Linked DNA regions of Mus musculus: regions 1 and 3 are each linked to region 2. The links are chromatin contacts, called in public HiChIP or PLAC-seq and promoter capture Hi-C maps. All regions are on one chromosome and are shown on one strand. The core of a region is the stretch at or near the end of the contact, and the rest is flanking DNA. Distances in the headings are between cores, read along the strand shown.

The links. Promoter capture Hi-C pulls out the DNA fragments that hold promoters and counts their contacts. HiChIP or PLAC-seq counts read pairs in DNA pulled down with a chosen protein or histone mark.
Region 1: a contact with region 2 is called in a promoter capture Hi-C map of pre-B cells, with 2.8 times the contacts expected there. The contact joins the promoter of Vmp1 here to the promoter of Mtmr4 in region 2. A contact is called at or near these places in 2 of 39 promoter capture datasets (hippocampal neurons and pre-B cells).
Region 3: a contact with region 2 is called in an HNF4G HiChIP or PLAC-seq map of pancreatic cancer cells. The contact joins the enhancer-like site here to the promoter of Mtmr4 in region 2. A contact is called at or near these places in 3 of 39 promoter capture datasets (hippocampal neurons and liver) and 2 of 115 datasets of contacts at active chromatin or transcription factors (memory CD8 T cells and pancreatic cancer cells).

What each region holds. Positions count from the first base shown.
Region 1 is chr11:86,680,498-86,685,334 of GRCm38.p6, forward strand. It overlaps Vmp1 (vacuole membrane protein 1), which reads right to left and starts at 3,339. Exons shown (of 12, transcript NM_029478.6): 1 at 3,243-3,339. Ptrh2 (peptidyl-tRNA hydrolase 2) reads left to right here and starts at 3,577. Exons shown (of 2, transcript NM_001098810.3): 1 at 3,577-3,626.
Region 2 is chr11:87,589,467-87,593,900 of GRCm38.p6, forward strand. It overlaps Mtmr4 (myotubularin related protein 4), which reads left to right and starts at 2,700. Exons shown (of 19, transcript NM_133215.2): 1 at 2,700-2,784; 2 at 3,923-3,967. The coding sequence starts at 3,965. Septin4 (septin 4) reads left to right here. Exons shown (of 14, transcript NM_001368775.1): 11 at 2-98; 12 at 190-352; 13 at 543-589; 14 at 850-1,077. The coding sequence ends at 561.
Region 3 is chr11:88,185,400-88,190,238 of GRCm38.p6, forward strand. Cuedc1 (CUE domain containing 1) reads left to right here. Exons shown (of 11, transcript NM_198013.3): 7 at 1,662-1,733; 8 at 2,595-2,688; 9 at 3,384-3,442; 10 at 4,656-4,726. The coding sequence ends at 4,723. Among named protein-coding and RNA genes, the nearest start is that of Mrps23, 17 kb to the right of the region's middle. Within about 2 kb of position 2,397, at least 283 of the 459 cell types and tissues checked have an H3K27ac peak or open chromatin away from gene starts, as enhancers often do. A contact at or near this core is called in hippocampal neurons, liver, memory CD8 T cells and 1 more, where this site is marked.

The DNA of each region.
Region 1 (4,837 bases), core at 2,089-4,588, 910 kb before region 2:
GGAAAAAATGAATACAGGTTTCTCCTATATATCAGTAACACTCAATAAGAGATATGTTACAGGAACTCTGTCACTACTACTAAGTGACATTTCACAATACCTGATAGAATGTGATTGTGGACTGAGAATATTCTGGAAAATATAAGTAATTTTCTTTCCTTACTACATCCTACTGAAGACTTTTAATCTTTTCCTCTGACAGGGTCTTACTATCCAGTACATCCAGACTGGCTTTGAGCGCAATACGCTCCTATCCCAGTCTTCCAAACACCATGGCTTTCTTTTCCTGTGACTCTCACTAAGAAGTTAGTGTCTCTACAATTTACAAGACTAAAGAAGGGAGGGTAGCACAAACATACAACACACAACCCTCTTTCATACAAAGCAAACAGTATTACATAAACTAGGCTATTGCTAAAGCTTATCAGGATGCCTGAGGACAACTTCATAAGAATGGAAAGAACACTTAGGAACTCAGCCTAGGTCAGGCTCTGGCTCTGCCTACTTTAGAAGTCCTCAGGCCAGCCAATTACTGATTGTTTCTGGGTCCTAAGGTTCCCCTCTATTAAACTAGAAGGTGCTACCATGGATTCACAAGACGTAACTACAATTCAAAAATGTTGGTTTCAGTAAATAATGATTCTTACTAAATGTAAGCAAAAGTAGACAACTTCTAATGATTAGTTAATTATACTTGACTAATTTTTAATTTATGTTCATTGGTGTTCTGCCAGAACAAAAACGTCTTCTGTACTTGGGAATTTTCAACTGATAATACATTGCTGAGAAAAGTCAGACTTAAACTCTTAAATGCATAGCTATGCTCATCTTCTAGTCACTTATTAACTAAGATGACTAATTTCAGGCCACTCTTGGCTGGCTTTCTTGTGTTCAAAAGTAGGGCAAAAACTATCACTATAAATATGGGTAATAATATATTCAGGTTAATAAAAAACATGATATAAATCAGCAAGTTTTGCAATACTTCAAAGTAACATATTCTACAGTTACGTATTTCTAGCTCTCTAAACAAAAAGTGATTTCACAAATACCATCTCACTAGACACAATGACAGTCATATGAAATAAAGTGAGTCCTTTTATCAACACAATCTAGAGCAGCTCTGAATGCCGGGTAACTTGCCAATCATCACTCAGTAAGTGCTGGAGCTCAGACTTTAATCCAGGTCATCTGATTTAAAAATAAATTATCTTTCCGAGTACAGTGGCCTTTAATCTCAGTTCTCAAGAGGCAGAGGCAGGTGGATCTCTTGTGACTTTGAGGCTACTCAGAGCTATATAATAAGACCCTGACTCAAAAATAAAATGAGTTGTAATGACCTTAGAAGTCCTAAAAAGTAGTGATTTGAGCCAACATTAAGAAATTGTTGGAAGCCGGGCATGGTGGCGCATGCCTTTAATCCCAGCACTTGGGAGCAGAGACAGGCGGATTTCTAGTTTGAGGCCAGCCTGGTCTACAGAGTGAGTTCCTGGACACCAGGGGCTACACAGAGTAACCCTGTCTCAAAACAACAACAAACAAACAAACAAACAAACAAACAGAAAAAAGAAAGAAGAAAAAAATTGTTGGAAAAGTAAAAAAACAACTACAAAAAGCAAGCAAGCAAACAAACCAGGGATAACACACCAAACAGCAGATAAGAAAGGATTTAGCTGGGTTCAAGGCCAGCCTGGTCTACAGAGCAGGCTGTCTTCCAGAACAGCCAGGGCTACAGAGAAACCCTGCCTCAAAAAAACAAAACAAACAAACAAATAAACAAACCCAAAACAAAACAAAACTGACAAGTGTAAAACAGTTCAAGAACTCAAAACTAAAAACAATAGGAAACAAACAGATTTAAACTAGCTGTAGGTAAATTGGGAAACAGCACCAAACCATTTGCCAGCTTAGTTCAGATATGTGGCTATTTTCTTCTGGAATGCGTGCCTCAGGGATTTAATTGTATTGTTAAATGTATCCAAGGATAAACCCCTTAAAATGCATCTGTGTTTTAGATAACCTAGGCAAATAAGTTAAGCAGAAGAGATTCCCACTTCAGAATCACTTTGCATCTACTCCAACTGATCATGTGTCTGGTACGCCAGCATCTTTCTCCCAAAGGTCAACAAAAACATCACCTCCAATACAAAAATACAGCGTAGTAAATAAGCTTCTTCCCTAAAATCAGACCCAAGGACAACACAATTCTCAGACAATAACAGCTGGAATATAGCCGGACCCAGCACTCGGGAGGCAGAGGCAGGTGGACCTGGTCTACAGAGCAAGTTCCAGAACAGCCGGGGCTACACAGAGAAACCCCATCTCAAAAAATGAACTAAAACAGTTGGAATTAAATTCTTCATTAGGCCAAGAGAAACACTGGAAAAGGTTCTCTAAATGATCAATCTGTCTACGAAACCTCTCACAAGCGTCAAGAAAGAACTGAAAGGTAAGGAATGACATTGCCAATAGACACATACACAGCCGATCTATGCATTCCTGGATTCTTTGCTGGAGTAGAAAAGCAAAAGATGTTTACATAAAATCAACTGGAGGTCATAAGCAACCCATAGCTGCCTAACCCGCTAAGCCCATACACTGTTTGGAATCGTAAAGACCTTTAAGTCCCTATCTTGCTGCAAGTACTTCCACTGCGGGGAAATAAAAATGTTGGGGATCAAGGTTTTGGAAAAAGCGGAGAGCCCTCTTTTTTTTTTTTTTTTTTTTTTTTTTAAATGACAGTCCTAGGAAAAGCTGAGTGGGTCCACAGCAATAACTCTGAGAGGTAATGACCCCTTCCTTTGACTACTCTGCACTGTCGGTACACCCGAATACCTTCGTTTCTCGGAGATATACTTAGCATACTGCGCTAGTGGCCCGGGAGGAGAAAAACCCATTGAAAGGTCCTGAGAATCAGCAGCAGCGAAGACCCTCTTCATTTAACCCAAGGCTCTGGACAGCTCGGGAGTGAGGTTCTCTGAGAAAGCCAAAGCCGGCTTCCAGGTCTGGAACGAACTGTCGCGAGTGTCTGGGTTCAATGTCCCGGTAACCAAGCGCGGAGAGGTGTCCCACATAACCTGGCCACCGCCAGCTGACACAGCCAGTCAGCAGTGACCTGAGCCATCTCAAGTGGAAACCAGCGTGTTCTGCGTCTGCATCACCCAAGTGCGGGAGCTGCGGAAGCGGCCGAGCTGTGGGAAAGCTCGGCTTGGGCTCCGGACTCCCCGCTTTCGCTCACCTACCCGCTCAGACCCCGGCTTCTCCGGATCGCAGGATCCTGGAAGCGGCTCACAACACCGACTCTCACACCCGCCGCTGGGCTCCAGCCAACCGGAACTCGCTCGCGTCACTTCCGGTCCGGCTCCTTTAAGGAGCCCGCCTCCAAAAGAGAAACGTTCCCCCACCCCCACCCCCTCCTTTCGGCCACCGGGAGGTTCCTCGCGGGATTTCGGTTCGGCTTTCTCGGTTCGGGCTCTGTGGGTGTGACAAGAAGAAGGATGACTGCGCTTCGTAGTTTCTGATCCGGAACTAGTTTTTCAGGAAACCCGGAAGGAGTAGGTGGCGCGCGCGAAGCGTGTTCCTTGTTCTGGCTTGGAGACCTGCGAGGTGAGCGAGACGAGCTCCAGGTAAGTCTCGACTCCTTCTAGGACGGTGCAGAGGAGTGTAGTTCTTAATGGCTCTACTGAAAAGCATCTTATCATCTTACCCCACGGTCGGCCTCCCCCTAGCTACTTCATAAATTGTCTTCCGCCCCGTGGCTGCTGCCTGCCTTGCCTACTCTGCAAACCTTTGGAAGAAGCCAAGATAGAACCCAGAATTTTAGTCGCTGGCAACACCTCCTCTTAGAGGTGGCATTGATACGCTACCCTAGCGTGAAAAAAATGGAGAACAGGCCTCACACTATACATTTTAAATATCCGTCTTCGAATTGTTGAGCCCAGCTTGGAAAAGGAAAAGAATTCTAAAGATGGATTCAAAAGTATTTTTATTTATTGGTATTGCGGTGCATGCACGTTGTGCATGGTGAGCAAAGCGCTCTACTCTGAAGCTATTGTTAATCTCATGGATTCGAAGTGGAAGACCACTGACCCAAATCATGGCCAGATTAATTAAAGCAAACTTTTTATTATTATTATTCGTTTACACGGACTATTTCTCCCAAAAGGCAGTGTTCAAGAGATCAGCACTGGACATGGGGAAAATAAGGATTTTTATAGTTCAGGAGTATTGGTTTCCAAATGGGGGATTTGGCATATAAACAGTGTTAATAGCAGCGGAAAGTGAACATAAGTTGGTCATAACAACCCTCTGAAGTAAGACATGGTTGCAAGGTGGTCAGTAATAGCCTTTGGAAACAAAGGCATAGTTGCCGTTTCCAGGAAAAGGCAGATCAAGAATATTTAGCCATATGTTGCTCTGTGACACTAATCTCTACCACATTGGACAGCATAGGGACAGACAGAAGGGCCAACTATGTACGTGTGTGTAATATTATCCATATTTCCAGGCAAATAGGTAGTTTTGCTTAGGAGACTGCAAACTGTGAGAAAGGTCAGGTGAGCAGTGGGTGGAAGTTGAGTTAAATAACTCAGAGGAAGGTTTAAAGTTTTAAAAGTCAGCAGGGAGTGGTGCACAAAACTCAAGAATGAAACACAAAAAGAAAGAACTGTGGTAGCAATGACAGCCTGTCTGGTTCTTTAGCAGTTTGGATAGAATAGTATATTACCCATCCTGTAATAGACGCTATGTAGAGACGTTAACTTTCCCCAAATCTGATTTGCTTATTTTACAACCTAGAAATTGTGAGGACTCCTAATTCTACCTGGCAGGCAGCTAT
Region 2 (4,434 bases), core at 1,450-3,949:
GGAAAGCATCCCATTTGCGGTGATTGGCAGCAACACTGTGGTAGAAGCCAGGGGGCGGAGAGTTCGAGGCCGCCTCTACCCTTGGGGCATCGTGGAAGGTAAAGCTCTGAGCTTGGGACCAGAGTCCCCTTGCCCTTAGGAATTCTTCTTTACCTCTGACCCTGGCTGACTCCTAGCCTTGCCATGCAGTGGAAAACCCAGGTCACTGCGACTTTGTCAAGTTGAGGACGATGCTGGTGCGTACCCACATGCAGGACCTAAAGGATGTGACCCGAGAGACACACTACGAGAACTACAGGGCACAGTGTATCCAGAGCATGACCCGGCTAGTAGTGAAGGAACGGAATCGCAAGTATGACCAGGAGCCAGGACAAAGCTGGCCAGGGGAATCCCAAGTCCTCCCCTTATTACTCTGCAGGCCCCAGGCTTCACTCAAGTTGGTGCTGGGGTCCCCCCAACCTTACTACCCTCCTTTCCCCCTCCCTTCAGCAAACTGACAAGAGAGAGTGGTACTGACTTCCCTATCCCTGCTGTCCCACCAGGGACAGATCCAGAAACTGAGAAGCTAATCCGGGAGAAAGACGAAGAGGTGAGAGCAATACAATGCAGATGTCAGTCTGGGAAGTCCTCCGTTTGATAAGCCTCATTATCTCTTGGCTTGGGAATAGAAGGACCTATCCTTATGCTCTGGTACATAGGTGGGATGTTGAGTGGTTCTGCCATTTCCATCATACATAAGGGCCACCAAAGTCCCAGACTCAAGGGATTAGAATCTGGGGACACTTCTTCAATACAGTCAGACTCTTCCTATCAAACACCTTGCATTGATGATGTATGTGCCTGTTTCAGCTGCGGCGGATGCAGGAGATGTTACACAAAATCCAAAGACAGATGAAGGAGACTCACTAACTGGCTTTTGGACCTGAATATTTAAATCTCTTCTTCCTGCCTATGCCAGCCTCTATTCCCTGCATCAGCTCTGCTCAGGACCCCCCGCAGCTCCTACCAGTTCGCCTTATATCCCTGCTGACTTCTCAAGAGACTCAGAGGAAATAAACTAACCTATATGTGGCTTCAGGTGTCTCTGTATTTTTACCATTTCCTGGAAACATAGCTCCTATGACTAGTTTGAAAGGCTGATGGAAAGGGTACTGGTTTCTGGCTTTTAGTAGGAAACAGAAAGGGGGAAATTTCCCTTTCGCTTATAGAGTTCACTCAGCTTACAACATAGCTTGTCCTATTGACCATTTCTACTCTGGCTCCACTTTCTGAGCCTCAAGCCTCCATGTTTCCCGTATACAATACCTTCATTTTGTAGCTGCTCTTGGGAAAAACAAGGTATTAACTACCTGGCAACCTCTGATTTCCGCCTTTCCCCAGATTTGGGTAAATAGATATGCAGAATTAAGCTCCAAATTCCAGGAAGCTTGTGGTACAGTGCTGAACAAATTCTGAAGGTCCTGTAATTAGAGTGCTGGGACATAGGGAAAAACAAAATGCCATAGTCTCCAAGGAGCTCAGTATCACGCATGCGCTAGGTTAGACCCGGGTTCTAGACCCTGTAACTAAAACAGTGAACTCAGGAGAGATTTCTGTTTTCCTATGACTTAGTAACTGTAAGTACTTCAGAAACCAAGACGTGAGGACACTAGCCTAGGATCTCAGGGCCTAGACCCACTCCAGGACTCGGACTATCCGCCGAGAATAGGACTCTTTGCCACTTCAGTTTGGTTAGTAGTGGCGCGGATCACGGAGACCTCCAGCGTTACTGGTGACCTGCGTCCCGGTGCTGGCTCCAGGCGCTTCAGTCTTGTCCCTCTACCCCTTTTACAGACTAAGAAGCCGCAGCTAGCTAATGGCAGTCAGACCCAGTTTTTCTCTCTTGGCTGAGAGACTCTGGACTGGCGGCAATGCAGGTCTCGAAGGACGGCAAGGTTGGTCGGTCGTTAACAACCAGTCCAGATACGCAAAGGGAACCGCCAGCGCTGCCAGTCCGAGAGCTCCTTCCTCCCAGGCCTTCTAGGAGGGTCTTTCACGTTTTCCATTCCTGTGGCTTCAGCAGTTCCCGAACCCAGCTCTTCTCTTTCGCAGACAAAAAAAAAAAAAAAAAATCCAGGATTTTCTTTTCCATCGACCGGGCGACGAAACACGAGAGTGATGGAACCGAGAGTTTGGGAAGGGACCTTCCCCTTTCCTAGCCGGCATGCTACCCTTCCTTTCTCGCATTACTGGAGCAAAACAGAAACACCACTGGGTTAAAACGCTGAGCCACCGCGAGGTCATTTGCGAACTACCTCTCGGGCGGGGTCGTCACCGGAAGTGACTGCTACCATTCCCTGCAATGTCCCGCCCCCCAGTTGCGCTACCAGTAGGCGACGGGCGGCCGTACTTCCTGTCCCCGGAGCCCTAGGCTGCGACCCCTCTTACTCCTCTCCCATTGGCTGCCAGAGGGACGCGCTGTGATTTCCTATTGGTCGTGTCTGCTCTCTGGCGCCAAGCCTCCTCCCTCCGGGTACTGTCTGGTCTCCGGGTGCCGGATAGGTTACAAGCTGAGAGGGCGTCTGCCCACTGGACCAGTGAGCAGCGTGGAGAGTGAGGGCGGCGGCTGCGTGGTGAGGCAGGGCGGGACTTCGCGTGGCTATTGGCCAGGGCGGGTAGAGGCTAGAGATACGATTGGTTGGGGACAAGGGACCGTGGTGGGGTTCGAGCTGCGCGGCCTCAGCAGCTGCGGGAGACGGAAGTGGTGAGAGCGCGGCTTTGGAGGGTCGGGCGGACGCCGCCTGGGTGAGTCACTGTACCCCGTGCACTGCCAGCCTGGGAACCACAACGACCAAGTCCTGCCCGGCCCTCGCCGGCTCTCTTGAGTCCCGCCCTCTGTCATTTGGGGCTCCGCCTCCGAGGCCTTGGCCCCGCCCCTAAAACCTGGGCACCTGGATCTCCTGGCTGCTTAGCCCATCCTCCCCCACCCCCCACCCTAAGACCAGAGTCCCTAACTGTGAGAACCCTGGGCCTCCTAGGCCTGGTCCTTGTCGCTCCCTTCCTCTCTCTGTTTCTCAGGCCGCGAGCCAGGGAGCCGTGAGGCAGCACCTCCGGCTGGCCGCTTGCGGGCTCCCCCGTGAGGGAGGGAAGGTTGGTAGGATCACAATGGAGGCTTTAATCGCCGTAGCCTCCTATGGGGCTCTGCTGCACACCCCTCGAGCATACCAAACATGAAGGAGTGTCGGTGAAATTCAGACCTGGCTCCCTAAGTGGGCCCAGGAGGCCTTAACTTGAAATCCTTGTTAATTCGACCCATTTGACAGATGTTGTCTCCCAGGCCGGACTGGCCTAATTCTGCTCCTGTTGTGTGGCCTCCTCCCTCAAACCTTCACCTACTTGGTCTCAAGTATGCTCAGCAGGACCGGGCCAACCCTGCTGCTCTTTTATCACAGGTTGTGGTCCTCTCCCTCTTGTCCTCTGCTCTGGACTCTGCCCCCAGTAACAGGTCAGGTGGGTGCTACTCCTAGACTCAGAGACTGGCCGAACTGCCCTGTGGATTCATGCCCCTACCAGGGCCAAAAGTGAGTCCCAGTTGGGCAGTCTTTGTCTCTTCAGAGTTGGAATTTCTTCTCTTTTGTAGAGAGCAGGGTTTGGAGTGCTCTACTGCTGGGTGTGGGGATCAGAACGTTTGAGTTCTGCTGAGTAAGCTAGGATGATACTTAGCCTTGCTCAGGAACTTTTGTGGTGGAATTCTCACCGGGCAGGGTCACTTGTTGCTTCTTCCATTGCCTGACTGGTGTGGTGACTTTTTGAGACGCCGGATCCTCTGTGGTGGAGGAAAATGAGTTGCAGAGAAGTTCAGGGGTAGACCCGTGTGACAATCGTTGATTCTATGGTGATGTTAATGACCGTGCACTTTCCTCTTGTGTTCTGTCTCCTTTAGTGACGAGCAGGAGCAGGCAGCCAGGACCCTCGCCAAGGTAGAATGGTGAGTAGCTCCTTTTCCCTCATACCACTGTGTGTCTCATCCTCCAGTCTGACTCAGGGAAGCTGCCCCACCTCTCTTGGCCCTAGTGCCCCTGGTTACTCTGTTCACTTCCTAAACAGGCTCATTTGCCCTGATGCTTTTTTTTTTTTTTTTTTTTGGATGGGCAGTGTTGTTTTGAGACAGGTTCTTGCTGTAGAGTTTTGGTTAGCCTGGTACTAGACATGTAGCCCATGCCAGCCTTGAACTTGTGGGCAATCCCTCTTTCTCCCTCCATCTCCTAAGTGTTAAGATTGCAGGTGAATGCAGTGTGGGGCCTTGTACATGATAGGCAAGTACTCTAACACTGAGCTATGTATCTAGCTTATGGTTTCTTAGGATTGAAAAAAATATATATCGGGCACTATATAGCACTGGGCTCAGCAGCTTGTAGTTTTTCTCGGTGTTAGGCCGTCCCTTCTAACAAACCG
Region 3 (4,839 bases), core at 1,147-3,646, 600 kb after region 2:
GAGCACACATTTAATCCCAGCACTCAGGAGGCAGAGGCAGGTGGATTTCTGAGTTCAAGGCCAGTCTGGTCTTCAGAGTGAGTTCCAGGACAGCCAGGGCTATACAGAGAAACTCTGTCTCGAAAAACCAAAAAAAGAAGAAGAAGGAGAAAGAGAAGGAGGAGGAAAAGGAGGAGGAGGAGGAGAAGGAGGAGGGGGAGGGGGAGGAGGGGGAGGAGGAGGAGGAGGAGGAGAAGAAGAAGAAGAAGAAGAAGAAGAAGAAGAGGAGGAGGAGGAGGAGGAGGAGGAAGAAGAGGAAGAGGAGGAGGAGGAGGGGAGGAGGAGGAGGAGGAGGAGCAGTGGCTGCTCTTCCAGAGATCCTGAGTTCAATTCCCATCAACCATATGTTGGCTCACACCATCTATAATGGAATTAGATGGCTTCTTCTGTCATGCAGGCATACATGCAGATAGAGTACTCATAAGTATAAACAAATATCTTAAAATTCATTAAAAAAACAAAACAGAGGGCTAGAGAAGCAGGGTTTTATAGTCTCTCCTATGACCGCCTCTCCAACTCATTTCAGACTACATGTGACTTCCCTTCAGTGCCAGCAGCACTGGGGCTGACAGGCCAGAGTGAGGACTGTATTAGTAAGATGTATAGACTATAGCAGAGCTTAGATTGGGAGTGTGAACAGAGACTCTGTATTCATCCTTGGCTCCTGGACTCTGAATCTTGGGTCAGTTCCTGCTATCACCCCATATCCATATTTAAAAGGGATCAGCCGTGTGTTTTTCAGGAGCAGACCCTCCGTCCCACAGCTGAGCTGGGAAGGCAAGAACAGAAGGGTAAGGTGCCCCCGCTAATCCCAGCTCAGAGAAAGAAAATCCCATAGAACTGATTCCTAAGCAAGCAGCCAGGAGCTTAGGCCTCACCAGATGTTCAGCTGGGAGTTTTCTTGTCCTTGATTCCAAATTAACAAGGGACACTGGAGCTGCTGAACTGGATCAGAGTGACTGAAAGGGAAGTTAGCAGACAAGGTGACTCGGGATGAGCCAAGTTACAGGACGGTGAGCTGCAGCCCAAGGATCCTGAGAGACCCACGCAGGTGGCTCACTGCGTTCTGACTCTTGGCTGAGCCCTGCTCTTGTTCCCGTTCAGCATCTGGGAGGCGTTCTTGGCTCTCTGTCCTTTCTGCTTCAATTCACGAGAGTTAGGATGCACAGAGGGTCATGATGTGCTGGCAAATGGTTAACCTTCTGCTCTGGGTGCAGGAGAAGGCTGATATGCAGGCTGGGGGGATTTCCGAGACATAGATCTCCCTACCAGCTCACTTCAAACCACCATCATGGCTTTGAGGACATGGGACTGCTAGAGAGGCTGGAACCCAAGGCCAGCCAGTTTCCCATACGTGCAGCAGATCTTAAGGCTGCCCTTGTTTGCTCCGAAGAGGAAAATGTACCTTGCAAGAAAGAAGTACTCTTGCAACTTGCCTTAAACTCCTATAGCAGGGAAGAAGCCGGGACTTGTTCTGTAATAAGAGAACAGACAGAAACAGGGATGGAGGGTATCCTCTGACCTCCTTCCCTAGAGCCTTGGCCAGGTGCTCACTCTATCTCTTAGTGGGACCTCGGAGACCCAATGGGCCTGGTCCCTCAGCAGGTGTCTCCTCCTTCCAGGAACCAGTGAAACCAACCCCACTGTGTCAGAAGATGCCTTATTCAGGGACAAGTTGAAACACATGGGAAAATGTGAGTCTTGCCCCTTTTCCCCTCCTTGTCCCAGCTCTCTTGAGGCAGGCCCTGTGGCCTCATGAGAGGGAGAGAGCCCCCCCTTCCCCCCCCCGGAAGATTTTTAATGCTATTGACTCTTGCTGAACTCCGGGTGACATTTTAATCACAGGCTAGCTCCCTCAGCCTTCCTGCCTTACTTTATTCTGCAGCTGAGTCTGGAGACAAATTAAGTTTAAATCCTCTTGAGCCAGCTGTCTGTTGGAAAATAATGTGTGTCGGTGTTCACATTCTCTGTGGCGTGAGGACTTGGCCGAGACTGGAGTCACTGGCTGAGTCTGCTTTCTGTGGGAATGGCAGACATTTTGGGATAGGGGAACCTCGCCCCACTGCCCGCTTTTTTTTGTCATCCTCCCGTCTCCAGTCTCATAGACCCATAACCAGCGGGGATGAGGCTGGAGCCTTTCAAGGTTTTATTTCAGGGAAAATTTCCGATGACTCATGGAAATCCTAGGACCAACTGTGGAGGTGGCTGGGGAGGGGCGGGAAGGCCGTGGCAGCCAGCAGCGGGAAAGAAAGCCAGGAGCCGTGGTTGTGTGGTTGTCCGCCTCTAGGGAAGGAATACCCGGATCTTGGTCTGGAGGCAGGCTGCTGTGTACTTGACGAGTGCTGGCCTGTGCTGCCCCCGGAGGCCGACCTGGGATGGCGCACTTGCTCCCTAGGTGGCACTGGTGTCTGCTGTTCCTGTCACTTTCCTCTTCCCAGTCCCCACCCAAGGGGCCTGGTGTGGCGCTCTGCCTGGCTGCCCCCAAACCTGGAGGGAAGCCATCTGATGCTCTGGCTCTCTGGAGCATTAAGGGCTCACGAGTCTTTCTGCCCCAGCTACGCGCAGGAAGCTGTTTGAACTCGCCCGAGCCTTCTCCGAGAAGACCAAAATGAGGAAGTCAAAGAAGAAACATTTACCGAAGCTTCAGTCGTATCCTTCTGCTTGGCCCTGGGGTGGGGTGGGGAGCACTGACAACAGTGATGGAGATCCCGGCTGAACCTTCCTCGGGAGTGGGATGCGGCTCTGCGGCCGCCCCTCCTTGATTTGTGAACCAGGAAACCCCGTCATCAGCTCCTGTGTTCCTTTCCCCGGGGACACCGTCCTTCCAGTGCCTTCTTTACTTTTGGCCTTAAGTCATCTGCATTTTGGGAGAAAGACATCGTCTTCCTATTGAAATCACCGAGTCTTCCCCTAATTTTACTAGAACTGGTTCATAGGTCCCTGCAGCTGTGTCTCCAGAGGCCTGCTTTTTTTTTTTTTTTTTTTTCCTCCACTTTTGGCTTTTTGAATGAAAAAAAGTTTCCCTGTCTTCACACCAAAGTTCTCATCCGTGCTTATCCACAGGGCCCTGGATATTGAAAACTGAGTAGTTGAAGGAGAACGGGGGAAATGTCACTCTCCCTGTCCCTAGTGATGGGGGCAGAGTAAAGGGGTCGGGCCTGGCTAGCTGGTCCATTGATCCCAGGAGAGGGTCCTGGAAGGGACACCATTAGGCAGTTTGGGAACGGGAGGGATAGTAGAAGCCTCTGAGGTTGGTGGGTTATCAGGACAGAGCACAGGCAGATTGAACAAGCTGTCGCAGTACCCATCCGTCTCTAGAATAGTTTTCCTGAACAGTCCGGCAGGCTGGGGGCTGCTGCATCCACAGCCAACCTCCTGGATGACGTGGAGGGCCATGCTTACGGTGAGGCAGGTCAGGGGACGTTGAAGTCTAAGTTGCTTGGGATGGGTGACCCTTCAAGAGGAGGTCCTGAGGGTCTAATATTCAGCAAGGGAGCACTCAGTCTGGGGGACATGTCAGGGGTTGGCAGACAGGTGGCCCACAGAAATGTGGTCCCTTGTCATGAGGTGCACACACTGACACCTGCTTCCCATCATCCCTGAAGAGGAACCCAGGGTGCCAGGCACTATTCCCAGAGAATGGTCCCTAGGGAATGAGGGATAGACTGGCAGACCTCATACACAGACAACCATAAATTAGAAAGGCTCAGTCTAGCATGCAGCAGTGGTACACACCTTTAATCCCAGCACTTGGGAGGCAAAGGCAGGCAGATCTCTGTGATTTCAAGGCCAGCCTGGTCTACAGAACGAGTTCCAGGACAGCCAGGGCTACATAGAAAAACCTTGTCTTGTAAAACCAGAAGAAGGGGACTGGAGAGATGGCTCAGCAGTTAAGAGCACTGGCTGTTTTTCCCTAGGGCTTGTGTTCAATTCTCAGCAACTACATGATGGCTCACAACCATCTGTAATGAGGTCTGATTCCCTCTTCTGGCATTTGGGCACACATGTGGACAGAACACTCATATCCATTAAATAAATAACTAAATAAAGATAAATACTATATCTTTTTTATATTAAAAAAAGGAAAACCAGAAGAAAAAGTAAAAAAAGGAAAGAAAGAAAGAAAGAAAGAAAGAAAGAAAGAAAGAAAGAAAGAAAGAAAGAAAGAAAGAGAGAGAGAGAGGGAAATGAAAGAAAAAGAAAGAACTTTTTACCCAGCCCCTTCTAAAGGTCATAAGGGGTCAAAAGACCTCTCTAGGCCAATCATGGATGAACCCTCAGCATTAGGCTCTTAAAGGGTCAGGAGACACCAGATACAAAGACCAGAGGGCCCTGAGGTCTTCTGGATAGTCTATCACTCCTATCCTGCTTGATAGATTAGAAAAACCAGGGCCCAGACAAGGGTGAGACTTGGCCAAGGCCACAGTGCTCAGTGGTAGAGTCAGGCCAGCGCCCAGGTTGCCTCTGCCTCTTTTACTGTACCCGCATACTGCTGCTTGCGGTGTCAAGATCCAAGCAAAGGGTCAGAGGTCAAGCAGCTCCCCTGCCCAGCCTGAGGATGGGCCCACATGAGGTTCTGCAGAGTGGAAGATGAGGCCTTTCCCTTTGCCTTTCAGAGGAAGACTTCCGGGGTAGGCGGCAGGAGGTGCCTAAGGTGGAAGAGGCCCTAAGAGAAGGACAGTAAGAGGTAAGGCTTGGGACCACAGTTTCCAGGGGCAGCTAGGGCAAAGGCCTATTACCCATCATGGGTACTTCAAGGATCCAGAGGTGCTGGGCTGGAACATCAAGTATCAGTGGCCT